2 separate regions of the Mus musculus genome follow, and region 2 is linked to region 1. A link is a contact called in public Hi-C data. All regions are on one chromosome and are shown on one strand. Each heading gives the region's core, a stretch centred on a gene start, on an enhancer-like site or on the middle of the called end of the contact. The rest is flanking DNA. Distances are from core to core; before and after follow the strand shown. Region 1 has its middle 51 kb from the start of Gm32500. Region 2 has its middle 140 kb from the start of Gria1.

The links. A called contact is a pair of places that touch in the nucleus more often than the background predicts.
Region 2: a contact with region 1 is called in a Hi-C map of uterus, with 2.9 times the contacts expected there. The contact joins two enhancer-like sites. A contact is called at or near these places in 5 of 484 Hi-C or Micro-C datasets (adipose-derived mesenchymal stem cells, embryonic fibroblasts, nephron progenitors and 1 more).

The regions. Positions count from the first base shown.
Region 1 is chr11:56,372,453-56,377,280 of GRCm38.p6, reverse strand. No RefSeq gene overlaps it. Among named protein-coding and RNA genes, the nearest start is that of Gm32500, 51 kb to the left of the region's middle. Within about 2 kb of position 3,155, at least 30 of the 459 cell types and tissues checked have an H3K27ac peak or open chromatin away from gene starts, as enhancers often do. A contact at or near this core is called in uterus, where this site is marked.
Region 2 is chr11:56,868,654-56,873,306 of GRCm38.p6, reverse strand. No RefSeq gene overlaps it. Among named protein-coding and RNA genes, the nearest start is that of Gria1, 140 kb to the left of the region's middle. Within about 2 kb of position 1,811, at least 7 of the 459 cell types and tissues checked have an H3K27ac peak or open chromatin away from gene starts, as enhancers often do. A contact at or near this core is called in uterus, where this site is marked.

The DNA of each region.
Region 1 (4,828 bases), core at 1,906-4,405:
GTTCTGTTTGTGTTCTTCTGTTCCTCTACCTAGGGTCTTAATCTCTCTAGCTTCTTTCCTTTGATCTTTTCTTCATACCAAGGTAACACAACTACCCTGAGATTTATCCTGATACCTCAGTATCTTTTCTGCTCCACTCAGCTGTATCCAGCTCAACACTGGATGTGATCCAAGTCCTATGGGATTCAACACGTGGACATCCCTTAGACATGCTTCTCTCTGCTCTACTTTTATGACACAACAATATCAGCAGATCTACACAATGGGTCTTCAACCGGTCTCTTTACAAGCATCTTTTCTGATAAGTAGTGAGACCTTAATGGTGCCTTTTTCATGCTCCAAAATATTTCCTGTTAGTAAAGATGAAAATCAAACTTAATACAGAAGCTTTACCAAGCCCTGGAGCTTATCTTAAATCCAAGGTTAACTAAGGTCTCTGTGGTTTTGTTCCATGCTGTGTCTATTAGTTCCCAACCTGCTCTCAGTGATCAGATATGCTTCAGGAAAGGCCATCATGGAAATAGAGGTTTATGTCAGTTTGCAGTGAGTAAGGATTCAGTCAGGCATGAAGCTGGGGCATGGAGGCAGGATCTTGAGGCCCAGGGTATGGGTCAGGCAGAAGAGATGAGTACAGATTCTCACCGGGCTTCTCCTTTTCTCTCCTTATCCAGTCCAGACTCCAGCTCCTAGGATGGTACAACTCACATGTATACAGACTCAACACACTCAATGAACCCTATCTGGACACACCATCACAAGTACTTGTCCGTGGGTCAGGCTGTTTCTTCACACTCCACTCTGGTGTTCTTCTGCAATGTCCTCAAATAGGCCATGCTTTCTTATTTCTTAGCCCACCCCATGTTCTCTTTCTGGAATATTCTCAGCCTATCTACTCCATTAATCCGGATATAGCTTTAAAGTCATGATTCAAGCTTAAGTTCTCATAAACATCTCTTGATGTTCTAGAGAAGTGATTCACAAACTATATGTCATGACCCCTTTTGGGGGTCAAATGACCCTTTCACAGGATTGCCTAAACCATTGGAAAATACACACACTTACATTACAGTTCATAACTGTAGCAAAATTACAGTTATGAAATAACATCAAAAAGAATTTTATGGTTGGGGGGTCACCAAAACATGGGGAACTACATTAAAGGGCCGCGGCTTTAGGAAGGTTGAGAACCATTGCCTCAGAGACTCTACTGAACACTCTTATAGCAGTCTGTGCCTTTCAATAGTGAAAAGACATGAATTAATCCCTGTGTGGAAAGTAAAATGTTCACAAACCTTCCTGCATATAGAAATGAATTAGTAATGTTATTTTCTTTATATTTTTGCTTGACAAACTGCTACTCAGTTTCTTGGATATAGGTTAGAGCTCACTTAATTAAACTATAATTTCCTGTGCCCTGTGTTCTACATGGAGAGGAGGAGTGTGCTACAAAATTCATGCTTACTGACTGACATCTTTACATGGAGACTTGTCACAGCCTGTCATCCCTAACATCACACTCTTATTCCCAACTCTGTCTCATCTGTAAGAATGAAGTTCTAGCCAGATAGAAGGTACTGTGTTCTAAGTATATCTAGGGCTATAATGCAGAGCCAGAGTCCAACATCATCCAAACACTCAAGTGATAGAAGCAGAAGGATTGCTGTGAGTTTGAGTTTGGAGTTTGTGGCCACCCCAAGCTATAGTGTAAAATTATGTCTCTAAAACAAAAATAAATCAACAGCAACAAAGGGAAATAGGGACAGAATATCTGATGTGAAGAAATATCCATAAACATTCTACAGCAGGGTTTTCGTGTAACCTTGGTCTCCTGAATCAGAGCCTTGCATTCTCTGAGGACGGAATGAAGTCCAATGCTAGCCATGATATGTAAAGCATGCCAAGAGAATGTACCTAACCCTCTCCAAGAATTTATGAGCGGTTGTACATCTGTCCCCAGATGATGTGAGCTCAGAAGTTTATAGGGAATGGAATTTGTACAGAAGCGGAAACCAAATAAAGAAGAAATAAACAAATTACCCCACCCAGACCTGGGTTTGGTGACATTGGTGTGTCCTTAACACAGTTACCCTCAAAACCAAGATCCTCTAGGACTAATCAGCCACACAAGACCATGAAATTCCTCTTTAAATATAAGCTACTTAGAATGCAGAGTTCCTGTCATTTGTGATCAAAATAATCCTAAGAGGTGTATGATTTCCCAAAGCAGATGAAATTTAAGTAGATTTTAAAGACAGGTCTGTGGAAAGAGAAGCCAACTAGGCATGGAGAATAACCGATCCAACACATACTGGTTGGACCAGCATTGTTCATTTGTAGAGCTGCAGAGGGATGCTTGTTGTAGGCTGGTAAAGAGAAGACTGTTCAGCAGCATCAGCCTTCTGTTTTCTGAAAGCTAGTATCCCATATTCATGTCTGCTGACTTCACTATGACCACTTCACTGGAGCAAGAGTTAAAGTATGCCCCAGTGAATTGATGGAAAAGGAACAAAGCAAACAGGAAATGCTTTCACAGACAAATGAAAAATTCTGAGAGTAGCAAAGAAACAAAGCCAAACCTGCTGACTCCCCACACTGCATTAAAAGAACGGAGGGACGAGACTGATGTTAAAGGCTGTCCACTGGCTGACTCACTAATATTAGTGTCGTAAAACACGCACATTAAAAGTCTTCTGTGGGCAGATAAAATTTCATGAGTCATTCAGTGTTTACTCTGTGAGGGGTAATGAATCCAGCATCGAGTATGATAATCTTGATGTCAGCTCCCTCATGTGGCCAGGGGTCCTGGCAAGATGCTGAGGCTTCACGGGGCCAACACACTTCATGGGTGTCATAGCTAGAGATAGTTCACCTCATTTCTCTGATGCTGTTCCTCCTTCTACAATACTACCACTTCTACTCTGTATTCATCCTCATCATACCAGCCTTCAGGTCCTCTAAGGAATGCCACTTTCTCTGTAAAGCCTTCCCTTTCTCCCCAAGAAAGTCAAGTCTTGCTAGAGATTCACCTAGAAGATTACAGCCCCATTCTTTGAATAAACCTATTTGCAGTTCTTCTATTAGTGGAATGATAGATTGGCATATAGTGATCTTCTCCTTGGATCTTAAGCTCTGCAAAGGTAGAAACTGATCTCACCTGCTTGCTCCTTTATGTAACTCTCTCATGCATGCTGTCAGAACAGCGGAGCTCAAACAGGCCCTGGGTGTTCTCTAACTCAACCAGTTAAGCTAGATTAACTCCCTTGCAAACTGCCTGTCTGTAACTCTCTGTCTCTTTTCTAATCCATCTCTTCATCTTGTTATTTTTTTCCCCTAGCATTGGAAAATTACTGGCAATGTGAACATAATTGTGGAGAAATAGAAAGAATGACGCTTCTTCTCTGAAAGGGACAGAGATGATGGATTTACGAAAGATAAGCAAGCAAAATAATTTCAAAGGATGATTCATGCTGTGCAGAAAACTAGGTTATTGGGCTGGACACATGGAAGTAATGTTTCATCAGCTTAAAGTGGTTACCATGCAAACACAAGAACCTGATTTCGGTATCCAGAGTACACACGAATAAGCCTGGTGAGGTACAGGCTTGGAATCCCTGTGCTGGGTAGCTGGGGAGGGGTAGGAATCCCCAGGGGTCTCCCACCAGAGAGCCTAGTATTGTGCTATTTCTGTAAAAGTGAAAGCTTGTGTCTCAAAAACAAGGTGAAGCATTTCAAAGCCTCCTGTTCTCTGCACATTGACCAGTTGTAGGTTTCTGTTTACTTCCATCTATTTCAACAAGAAGCTCCTCTGAAAGGGTTGAGTTATGTACTAATGTATAATACAGTGATAAGTTACTAGGAGTAATTTTAATCTTTTGTCCATTTAGCAGAATGTTTTCTCCTAGATCCCATGACTTACCTAATAGTAGGTTTTGGACTTGCTGACAATGTCATGGCTGGGTTTTATCTCATGGAACAGTCCTTAAATTAAATCAGAGAGTGTTTTGGGGTTTTTTTGTATTTTTTTTACCCCTGTACCATTTAAACTTTTATTGCATCATGCCAGGCAAATTGTTATTGCCACTAGCAGTGTTCATAGTTAGGTGAGATGAAAGTTTATTTTTCTTCTTCAGTAGTGGGCACAACATTCTAAAACCATGAACACTGGCCAGCAGGGTTGACTCTTCCAGTTGACTGCTATCTAGAGTTCTCCATATCATAGAAGTCATGTATGTGGTGTCTTCAGCAATAGCATCTTGCCCACAATTTCTGGAGTTAATTGAGAGCATTGGCAATAGTCTGTACTGTTTAGAGGATCTATGGGACCCCACTGACCAACAATTCAAAAGGATGTAGCCCTTTCCTGTACTAGTGATTTTATTGATAGAATACGGTGTCTATTTGGAGTATTGTCACTCCATTTTAGAGTAATTCCATTTAAACTCTTCTTATCCATGTGGATGTGAATATTTTAGAAAGCTTCTACAGTTGTGGGTTTCAATATGGTCTTTTCCAAGTGCCTTTGTTACATATATGCAAAGCATCTAGCTCTGTCCTATGCATGTTCTCTGATTGGCAGTTCAGACTCTATGAGCCCCTATGGGCTCAGATTAGTTAATTCTGTAGGTTTTCTTGTAGTGTCCTTGGTAGGTTTTTCTAGCTCTTCTTAATGTTTGGCTGTTGGTCTCTGCAACAGTTTCCATCACTGCTTTGCCTAGCCTCAGTAGAAAAAGATGTGCCTAGTCTTATTGCAACTTGATATGCCAAGGTTGGTCTATATCCATGGAAGCCCCACTCCCTTTTTTGAGGAGGAGAAGAGGAGTGGGTGAAG
Region 2 (4,653 bases), core at 562-3,061, 500 kb before region 1:
TAAAGTTGTGCCTGTATTCTAGTCAGAGGGATTAATGATATGTGCTAAGGGTTGATAGGGCTGAGACACACCACAACTAGAAACAGTTTTTTTTTCCAGTAGATAACAGTCTCAGGTTTCAAAGTGTGTTCAAATATTCTGCAACATGGTGCACTCCCAAATCCAGAGGAATCAACGTAAATGATATTTAGAAGAATTATTTTTCCAAGTAATTGTCAACACTACTAGGTTGACCAACACTTGTTCTCATGAGAAAAGAGAATGATCAATGGTACTGATCTATCTCATCTGAAACTGACCTTTTGTCCTCGCTGCAGTGAACTTTGAATATAAGCTACTGTATTGAAATATTGCTGAGACACCCCAATGTTGGCATTCCTTATTTTAACTCCGGTCTGGAGTGTCAATCTTCCTTTGGCCTGAATTATATTAGTTACATTTCTCATTACACTGACCAAATATCTGATAAAAACAATCTCAGTGAAGGAACAGTTCATTTTGGCTTATACCTGAGGCCATATGTTCCATCATGACTGGGAAGGCATTGGGGCAGGAGCATCTGGTGGCTGATCATCAGGTATCTGTAGTCACAAAGCAGACAGTGAACAGGAAGTGAGGTCAGGCTATAAGGTCTCAAGCTCCACCTCCAGTGGATCCACTTCCTACAGCAAGGCGCTGCCTTCTAAATGTGACACTGCCTTCCCAAACAGTGCTACAGGCTGTGGGGCAACTGTTCAACTCATGAACCTGTTGAGGGTTTTGTATCCAAACCACCACAGCCCCTGTCTTGCTACATTCATTTCCTGTGAATTATGGGCATTCCTAAACATATCTAACCTGCAAAATGACCCACATAACTCATAAAATGAAAAATTGCTATATCTGATACCCACAGAAACTGACTCATAGGACCTTAGTGGGTCATTTGTGAGGGGGGAAGGGGTATATCTGAAGAGACCAGGTAATTCTGATAACTGATTGTTCATAAATGACTGAGTTTGATGAGGTTTTAAAAGCCTCTTTGTGGCTTCAATGCCATAGATTTCTACCATATGTTCTGTTCCTGTTTTTCTTGTAAATACCCCTGAGATTACAGCCTATTAAATCAATAACAGCCTCATGTGAACACATTTAATAGCTTGTTTTTCTTTCGACTGAAGGACGCTTCACACAGGATGTGGAGGAAGAGTCAGATGGATCTGGATGAGACTTGAGGAGGAGTCCTCTTCTAAGAGATGCCACAGAGTCCAGGGGACCAGGAGTGACCCTTGGTTTAACTAAAAACAACAGGAAGTTGCCTTTAATCAATTTGAAAATAAATGGAAGTGTGTACCGGAGCAGCCTCTCTTTGAAGAGATGTCAGAAACACTTTCAATCTTTTATCTTCTTGAAAACAGCAGGAGGAGCGCCACTGGAGTCAGCCCTGTAATTTCTGCTCAGTAATTATACCTGTCACCATTTCCGACAGAGGGGATATAAATAACCAGTTACCTTCCTCTTTCTGCTTCTCTTCTGCATTATTCTTTCTCCAGCCACAGACTCTGGTGGCTGACACTAATGTCCATGCAGAACACTGAGTGTCCACAGCCAGTGTGCTCTTAGACAGGAGGCTAGAGTCTTCAAAAGCAGCATGCATTTAACTGGGGGATGCTCTATTTTCACAGAATTCTGGATTTCTAAGATTTATGCTAAGTGACAGGCACCAAGAGGAGGGGTCTGGTTTCTATTTCTATTCCACTACCAGTAGGATGTGCATGCGTGTGAATATTTTCTGCACTGTGTGTGCTATTACACCCACGTATCGGTCACTTTAATGTTCTAGTGACTCATTAGGAAGAAGATGGAAGCTTCTGGGAGGGAGATTAACCATTTCAGATCCTCTCCTCAGGACCAGAGACAGCAGAATTGTGCTCCAGGGTAATTCCTTGTTGGAATTCTATTAATATTTTTCCTTAGTCTCATAGTCTTTTGACTCTGCTGTGACTTGGAACATAAATATTTCTTCAAAGCTTATCCTTTTTGGCCACCCCGTGCTATTGCTTAAAGGTTCTGGACCTTTTAAGAAGTGAGGACTAGTGGGGGAAGTTAGGGCACTGATATTGTTGACAGGAATAAGTAAGACCTTATCCACCTCTTTCCTTTCCTTTCCTTTCCTTTCCTTTCCTTTCCTTTCCTTTCCTTTCCTTTCCTTTCCTTTCCTTTCCTTTCCTTTCCTTTCCTTTCCTTTCCTCTCCTCTCCTCTCCTCTCCTCTCCTCTCCTCTCCTCTCCTCTCCTCTCCTCTCCTCTCCTCTCCTCTCCTCTCCTCTCCTCTCCTCTCCTCTCCTCTCCTCTCCTCTCCCTCCCTCTCTCTCCTTTCTGTCTTTCTGTCTTTCTTTCTTTCTTTCTTTCTTTCTTTCTTTCTTTCTTTCTTTCTTTCTTTCTTTCTTTCTTTCTTTTTCTCATTCCTTCCTTCCCTCCTTTCTTCCTCCCTCCTCCTCCTCCTGCTCCTCCTCCTTTCAGACCACAATAAGGTAAGCCACATTTCTGCCATCATTTCCTACCACATCACAAGACCAAAACAACTGGCCAATGAACAAAATCTCCAAAACCATGAGCCCCAAATGAACTTTTCCTCCTTCGATTTATTTTCTTGGGTATTTAACCAGTCATAAAAAAATCTTGCTAACACAGGCTTCTTTTACAGAAGAATAAATTACAAAATAAAATAAATGACATCAATTATTTTGGCTTCTACTACAAGAAAGGTACTATAAGACACAGAAGATGGGATTTGGAGCCAGATGTGAAAACTCAGATTCTGGCTCTTCTATTTACTGTGCTGACCTTGGCTGAGAGAATAGAAGAACACTCTTTGTCTTAGTCTCCATGCCTGTTCAGTGGGGTATGATAGCTAGCGCCTGTCTTAGAGATTTATGGGACCACATGTGTATAGACCTTATATTAGCTGTCAAGATTATTTCTAAACTCCAGTGCCCTCAAAATTTCATGAATATGTGAATATCTGGGTCCTACCCACTTTTATTTCTGCTTTCTAAGGTTCACAGTCTTTCAGATAGCTTGCATTTCTTCCTTTTTTTTCAACATAATAATTTTGTTGATTACTTGGGATTTCACATAATGTATCCTTATCACACTCACCTCCTCGTTCTCCCAGGTCTGCTCCTCCACTCTTGTGACCTCCCTTCACCAAAAGAACACACACACACACACACACACACACACACACACACACACACACACATACAATTTGTGTTGCCCATATACTCAGTGAAGCATGGACAAACTCCCAGCCATTCAGCCCTTAAAGAAAAATGAGTCCTTCTCTGCCTGCTCCCTTGCTGTTAGCCATCAGTTGTGGAAAGCTACATTTCAGCATCCTTATCACAATTTTTAAGAGTTCTCTTTGATGGCTTCCTGTCTAGGCAGTTACTTATTTTTCAGTGGGAGAGGTGGGGTAGGGATAGGGGTTGTCACAGAAACCTTCTCTCTCTGTTTGTCAACTATGAGTCTGCAGGCATTGGTATCACTGCAAAGTAGCCTCTTTGCCCTTATGGTCAGCAAGAACATGGATTCTGGACTTTCATATAGTTTCTGGTGACCATGGACCACAGACATCTGGAAAGTTTGCATTTCTTTTATTATTATTATTATTATTATTATTATTATTATTATTATTATTATTATTTTATCAGGTATTTTCTTCATTTACGTTTCCAATACTATCCCAAAAGTCCCCCATTTCTATATAGTGTTCATATATCTCTGCTACTGGTGCTGGGAAGAGACTACACTCCACAAAGCACTGTTTAATAACTGGTGGTTTAAGATTCTTGTTTTACATTTTAATAAAACTGACTTATTAAGTATTTTTCATTTGCCAATGTGCTTGACATGAGGAAGAGTGAGGTAAGTTGGTTCCCTTATAAAACATGCTGTAACTCACAGTGAGCACCTTTTTCTGCTCCCTCCCCACTGTCACCATACAGGGAAATCAAGGCAATTCCATGACTAAGAGCCAGGCTCTAAAGGCTCAAAATGCAAACCAGGTCAAAGAGAAAGATTAGTGAAAGGCTGATGCTCAATGAACCCACAGTCTCTGCTGTGTGCTGTGGGCCATGTGAACACTGTTCTGATAAATACCTGGAGATGGGGCTAGGATTTATGTGATGTCTGTTGTATTCATGGCGGTGATAGAGTTTTAAAAAACAGATCCAAATTAGAAATATTTTATTGTCAGCAGAACCATGGGATGTTTGCACACCAAATCACATTGCATGATTTACTAGCAACTTGTCCTTTATATGCCTGTTAGAACAAATTGTATACATGTATAATTATCAAATAATCATTTAAAAATAAAAAACCCATAAAACCAACATATCCAGGTATGGTGACAGTTATTCCAGCATTCAGCAGACTTCTGTGAGGGTTGTGAGCTTTCCTCACAATCCTCACAGACTGAGGAGCAAGACTGAGTCTGTGGAGGTAAATGTGAATTTTGGGCTAGACTCAACTACATGGTGAGGTGCAATCGAGCCTGGACTGTAAAGTAAGGTCTTTCCAAAAACAAATTAATTTATCCACCTCATGAGCTCCACTGCCAATATTAATTCTGTCACTTGCAGAGAAGTGAAAGGTATTTTAGATTGTCA